Linked DNA regions of Zea mays: region 1 is linked to region 2. The links are chromatin contacts, called in public Hi-C maps. All regions are on one chromosome and are shown on one strand. The core of a region is the stretch at or near the end of the contact, and the rest is flanking DNA. Distances in the headings are between cores, read along the strand shown.

What was found. Hi-C and Micro-C count contacts between places; a contact is called where the count stands out from the background.
Region 1: a contact with region 2 is called in a Hi-C map of ear, with 4 times the contacts expected there. The contact joins the promoter of LOC103640745 here to the promoter of LOC100383586 in region 2. A contact is called at or near these places in 5 of 25 Hi-C or Micro-C datasets (ear, leaf and tassel).

The regions. Positions count from the first base shown.
Region 1 is chr10:4,403,695-4,406,394 of Zm-B73-REFERENCE-NAM-5.0, forward strand. It overlaps LOC103640745 (DDT domain-containing protein PTM), which reads left to right and starts at 1,388. Exons shown (of 10, transcript XM_008664234.3): 1 at 1,388-2,700. The coding sequence starts at 1,793.
Region 2 is chr10:4,221,870-4,224,569 of Zm-B73-REFERENCE-NAM-5.0, forward strand. It overlaps LOC100383586 (putative DUF231 domain containing family protein), which reads left to right and starts at 1,426. Exons shown (of 4, transcript NM_001176234.1): 1 at 1,426-2,131. The coding sequence starts at 1,635.

The DNA.
Region 1 (2,700 bases), core at 138-2,637, 180 kb after region 2:
GTTTAAAACCAACAAATAACCTTTCATTTTGCTGTTAGTGTGACAAATCATTGTTGCTCCATCCAATTCAGCAATCTCAAACACCGTGTAGTCCATTGTGCCAATGCCTGCTTGCAAGAGCAAAGAACGACGTGCCGTGCTTGGGCTGTAGCCTCGGCCTGTAGTGTTGGCCCGACCCGACACGATTAGTTTTTTATTTTACAAAAAACATATATAATATACATATATACAATTTATATTCAATATTAAAAACATCTTAGCTGATATTCTACTGGTTAGACAGTTTCACCCAATGTCTCCCGCCCTTCTTCCATCAGGGCATGGGTTCGACGGGCTAACGGTCTGGTCCGACACAGTTAGCAGGCCGGCATGACGTGCCTGTGCCATAGTTGTGGCCCGTATGCATCTAGCCCGTGTCGGACGTCGTTTGACATCTATAGACGTGCAGCGGATTAATTTGAAATAGCTGTGAGGGGTTATTTGTAAAAAAAATGACGCATGACAACCGTTGAAACTGGTGTTTTAAGTATAGTATAGATATAGATGTAGATGACATGTATGTTGCTATAGAGAGTGTTCTATCTACACCGTTGTGGCTACTATAAAAGCAACTCCAGTAGTTCTTAAATGAATATCTAAACTAATAATTTAGATAGTTAGCATAAAAATACTACCCAACAGCTCTCTAAATTAACTTCATAAATTTAGTGACTTATTATCTAACCAATAGCTAGAAGCACCCAGGGCCACGGGGGTGCACAAAGCATACGGGAAGGAGGAGCACACACCGCCGCGAGCAGGAGCAAGCCAAGAAGCGAGTGCTACGCCTATCGCCTACGCGGCAACGCCGCACGCACAGCACAGGCGGCACTTTGGCGCGAGCGAACCCACAACCGTTGCACTGCCCTACCGGTACCTTCCCTACCTCAGCAAGCAGCTCCCTCCACTCCACCGGTTTTGAATTTGAAAAACTGGCAGCAGCCTCCCTCCATCGCGGGCTCGCGGCCGTCGGACTAGCGCAGCACCGCAGCCGTCGTCGTGCCGTGCTGGAATGGACTCGTGGTGGTGGTGGAACGCGAACGCGCCAAGCTGACCCGGTTCAGCCAGGTCGCGGTGGACACGACGAGGGCTGCACATCGCACCGGGTCCGCCGCCCGCCGCCCGCTAAACCATCCGCAGTGTACATGTACTGTCGCGGGATCCCCTCCCTCCACGAGTGGATCAGGTGCCACTCTCGACTCGGGCACAGATCCGAGCCCAGAACGCAGGATCCGACAAGGCGGCACGAACCGGAGTGACGCGAGCCAGGCAGGTCCGCTGGTGCGTGCGAGTCGGTTCGGTTGTGCGGCTCGGCCCGGGCCGGGGCTCGGGCCCGTGTTCCAGTTCCAGTTCCCTTTTCCCTTCCCCTCCCTTCTTCACCCATCATCTCCGCCTCTTCCGTTCCCACCTCACTCCTCGCCGCGCGCCGCCTCGCTCCCCACCGCCGCGCCGCAGTAGGGTTCGCAAGCCCGCAGCAGAGCGCGTACCGCACCCTGCCCCCCCCCCCCCCCCCCCGCTCTGTCCACCCCACGCCGGCCTCTCGCTGCCGCTCGCCGCACCGCACGAGAGGCGAGATCGGCGGCTCCCAGATTCGTACCCGGGCCACAGTCCCTCCTCGCCCTGCGTGTCGGCGCCGCCTCCACACGCCCGCGCTTCACCAGCCCCGACGGAATCTCTCCCGGAGGCGCGCGATTCGCCGCGGGGATGGTACGGTAGGGCCGCAGTCGCTAGGGTTTCCGCGCCCGGTGCCGCCATGGACGCCGAGCCCCGCCGGGAGGGTTCCGATCGGGCGCCCGCCGCCGACTCCTCCGCGGCGCCGGACGGTGACGAGGCGATGGCCCGTGGCGTCGCTGCTGCGGAGAAGCCTACAGCGGCCAGTGAGGCGGGGGCTGGTGGAGACGTCGCGGCGGCGGAGCGTGGGCGTGACGGGGAGACGCCGGCTGGAGATCCGGGGGTGGTGGCTGACGAAGGCGGTGCTGTGGGCGACCAGTGTCCTGCGGCGCCTCAAGCGAGCGAGGTGGACGAGGGTGGCGCCGCGGGCAAGGAGCGGTCTGATGGTGGTCTGGCGAATGGGGCAGTTGAGGGCAGCAGCATTGCGGGGGAAGTGCCAGATGTGGCTCCTGTGGTATCTGAAGCACGGATGGACGAGGACGGGGGTTGCTCCACAGGCAATGAGTACTCTGAAATGAAGATGGAGGTGGATGGCGGCTGCGTAGCAGAACGAGAGGGCGATGGTCAGGAACAGGAACAAGAGTGCACTGCAGCTGCTGTGGAAAGCGAGGTTAAGACGGGGGAAGGTGACGGCGGAGTGGTGAATCAAGGGACTACGGCACATGCTGGGGGTCTTCAGGTTAAAGAGGAGGTGGGGGAAGGCTTGGTGGGCCGCTACATTGGACGTAGCGCTCCAGGGCGCACGAGGATTCTTATTGGGAAGGTTGTGTCCTATGATAGCACAGCTGGGGTCTACAGCCTGGTGTTTGAGGACGGACACGCTGAGGAGCTGGGGCTTCCTCAGCTCCAGGAGCTTCTCATGTCGGATGATAATGGTGCATTAGGCATGAAGGTGAGCTGCCGGAAGAGGAAGCTAGACTTGCTGGTTTCATCAGGGAGCGCCTTGGAGGTCAAAGAGCCACCAAGTACTAGGCAGAGGGTTGATGGATG
Region 2 (2,700 bases), core at 176-2,675:
GGGACTAAAAGAGACTAAGGGCCCGTTTGGTTATTTTAGTTCAGATACTAAAGTTTAGTTTGAAGACTAAAGTTTAGTCCATATCCTGTTTGGTTATAGAGACTAAAAATATTCAAAACGTATTAAATAAATTATAAGAGGACCAAAATACTCTTAAGCATTTTCTCGCTATTAGTGAAACTGAAATAAAGGAGGGGTAAAAGGTAGGATTTATATGATTTAGTCCATTTTAGTCACCACTTAGGGGACTAGAGAGTATAGACTAAAATAGATTAGTCTCTATTTTAGTTCTACCGTTTGATAATTTAGAGACTAAGGGCCTAAAACAAAGGCAAATAGAACCACAATGAGTAGTAGAGTACTTTCCTTTTTTTTCTCGTTTCGTTTCTTCGTTGGAGTGCTCTTTTTGGAAGAGAATGAAAAATGAGACGACTGGCCTCGCATTGCCGGCACGGCCGCATTCATAGCCCACCCACACGGCCATACCCACTGCCGATGGCGAAAAGAAAGAGAAAGGGTCGTTGTCCATCCCCACTCGCAACGGAAAGGCAACTGGTAAGTGCAGGCACCACCACTAATAAACCACGACGACCACCGTGGCTCAGCAACGGCGGTGCAGCACTGAGCACTTGAGCAGGGATCCCAGGGGATCTCCGATCACATTCCGGCCGTCGCCATCAGTGGCGCATGAGGCGCCAGCGTACGCCTGGACGAGACGGCATCGTCGTGGCAGCAGCGCGCGATCGGGTCGGTGGTTTGCTTTGCTTTGCTTTGCTTGGCTTGCGTACTACTCGATCCGATCCTAACCTTCTCATCATTCCTTTCTTGCCTTGCACCCGTTTTTTTGCTTCTTTGTTATCGCGCAATCATCTTCCCAGTTCGTCATTCGTTACTTGCCTCCCCCCAAACCACATAACTCATATAACTAACTAACTAACTAACTAACTAATCGAACTTGCATTGGTGATGTAGTATCTCACAAGTCACCACCGACTGAAACACACCCTTGTCGTTGTTTAAATTTTATACATCTCGTTCTCTACTATATTTAAGTGTGAGTTTTATCGTGCGTAGAACTAGAAATTGAACTCACGTCGCTAAGATTGCAGCCGAACCCCTTAATCACCGAGACACATGTCTATTTCTGCCATACTCTTTTTGTTCTTTTTTATTTGTCACCGTTTCGTTAAAAAATAAACTAGTAAACGACAAATATTTACGATATTACAGACATGTATATGCTGTTAATTGAAAAATAAAAACATAACCATGTCTAAATAAATATGTTATTTAAATAAATTAAACTATACAAATATTCGAGCAACTATTACCGAAGGAAGCGAAGCAGCAAGTCAGCAACCGTTTCGCTTGCCCCACTTCTTCCAATCATAAATCCTGGCGGCCACCGTCTACTTCCCCGCAGCAGTCCGTACCGGCAGGTCCCGGTCCCGGTCCCGGTCATTGCAAGTTTGCAACACGGTCCCGCACCGCTCTCCTATCGTCTCGTCTCCTCGGACCACCCAGTGGGCACGGCACGCCAGTTGCCGACGCGCCTCCTGCCACGGGCGCTCCCGCGGGATTTCAGTTACCGGCCGCTTCGTCCCCGGAGCCAGGCAGGCAGGCAGGCGGCGGCAATGCTGCTGGGCTCGCCCGTGAAGCGCCTGCTGCGGCGGGCGGCCAAGCGGCGGCTGGAGAAGGCCGAGCTGGCGTGGCTGGCCGCCGCGGCGCTGCTGCTGCTGCTGCTCCTCCTCCTCGGCGCCGCCTCGCTCCGCTGCTCGGCCGCCGCGCTGGTGGCCGCGCACGGGAGGCTGTGGGCCGGCGGGGTCTCCATCGCGGCATCGGCGGACGCGGACGCGGACCACCGGCCCGTCTCCGCGCCTCGTGCTGCGGCGGCGGGGAGTGGTGGCGGCGGTGAGGCCGCCGCCGCCGCCGACGACGAGGAGGAGGAGGAGTGCGACCTGTTCGACGGGGAGTGGGTCTGGGCCGGCGCCGGCGCCGGCGGCGGGTACCCGCTCTACCACTCCAGCGACTGCCCGTTCCTCGACGTCGGCTTCCGCTGCGCCGAGAACGGCCGACCCGACGCGTCCTACACCAAGTGGCGCTGGCAGCCGTCGCGCTGCCATCTCCCCCGGTTCGTTTCCTCGCTTCGATTCTCCCCTGCTGCCTTCCTCTCCTCACCTCACCTCAGCCGTCCCGTGCCCCGCCATCTCCAGGATCTGGAGATTTCTGGTTTGCTAACCTTGTCAGAGCGAAAGAAGCGTGCGCGGGCGTACTACTATCTATCTATCTCCGTGCATTTTTTTTAATTTTTGGTCGGTTGGTTGAATCTCGAACCGGTCTAGATTTGGCGCTGCTACTTCCGACTTCCAACGTCCCGAGCTGTGTTTGTTCGATCTTGGACTGGTCTAAATTTGACACTACTGCTCCAGACTTTTTCGACGTCTAAGAAACAAGTCCTAGACAATGACGCTTTGTGCTTTAATGCGCGTTGTGGAACTTAAATTAGATGATTAGGACGCTCTAGTCTAGACCACCACCTCGCGTTGGGACTCCTAGGCGTCGGGTTTCCAATCTTGCTACCCAGCGTGCCATGCTGTTTCCATCTTGCAACCTGCGGTGGGAGGGTGGTCTCTTCATGCTCTTCCGTGACCAGTCATTGTTCCGTATAACCCATATTTGTGGGTTCTGATGGCACAGCAG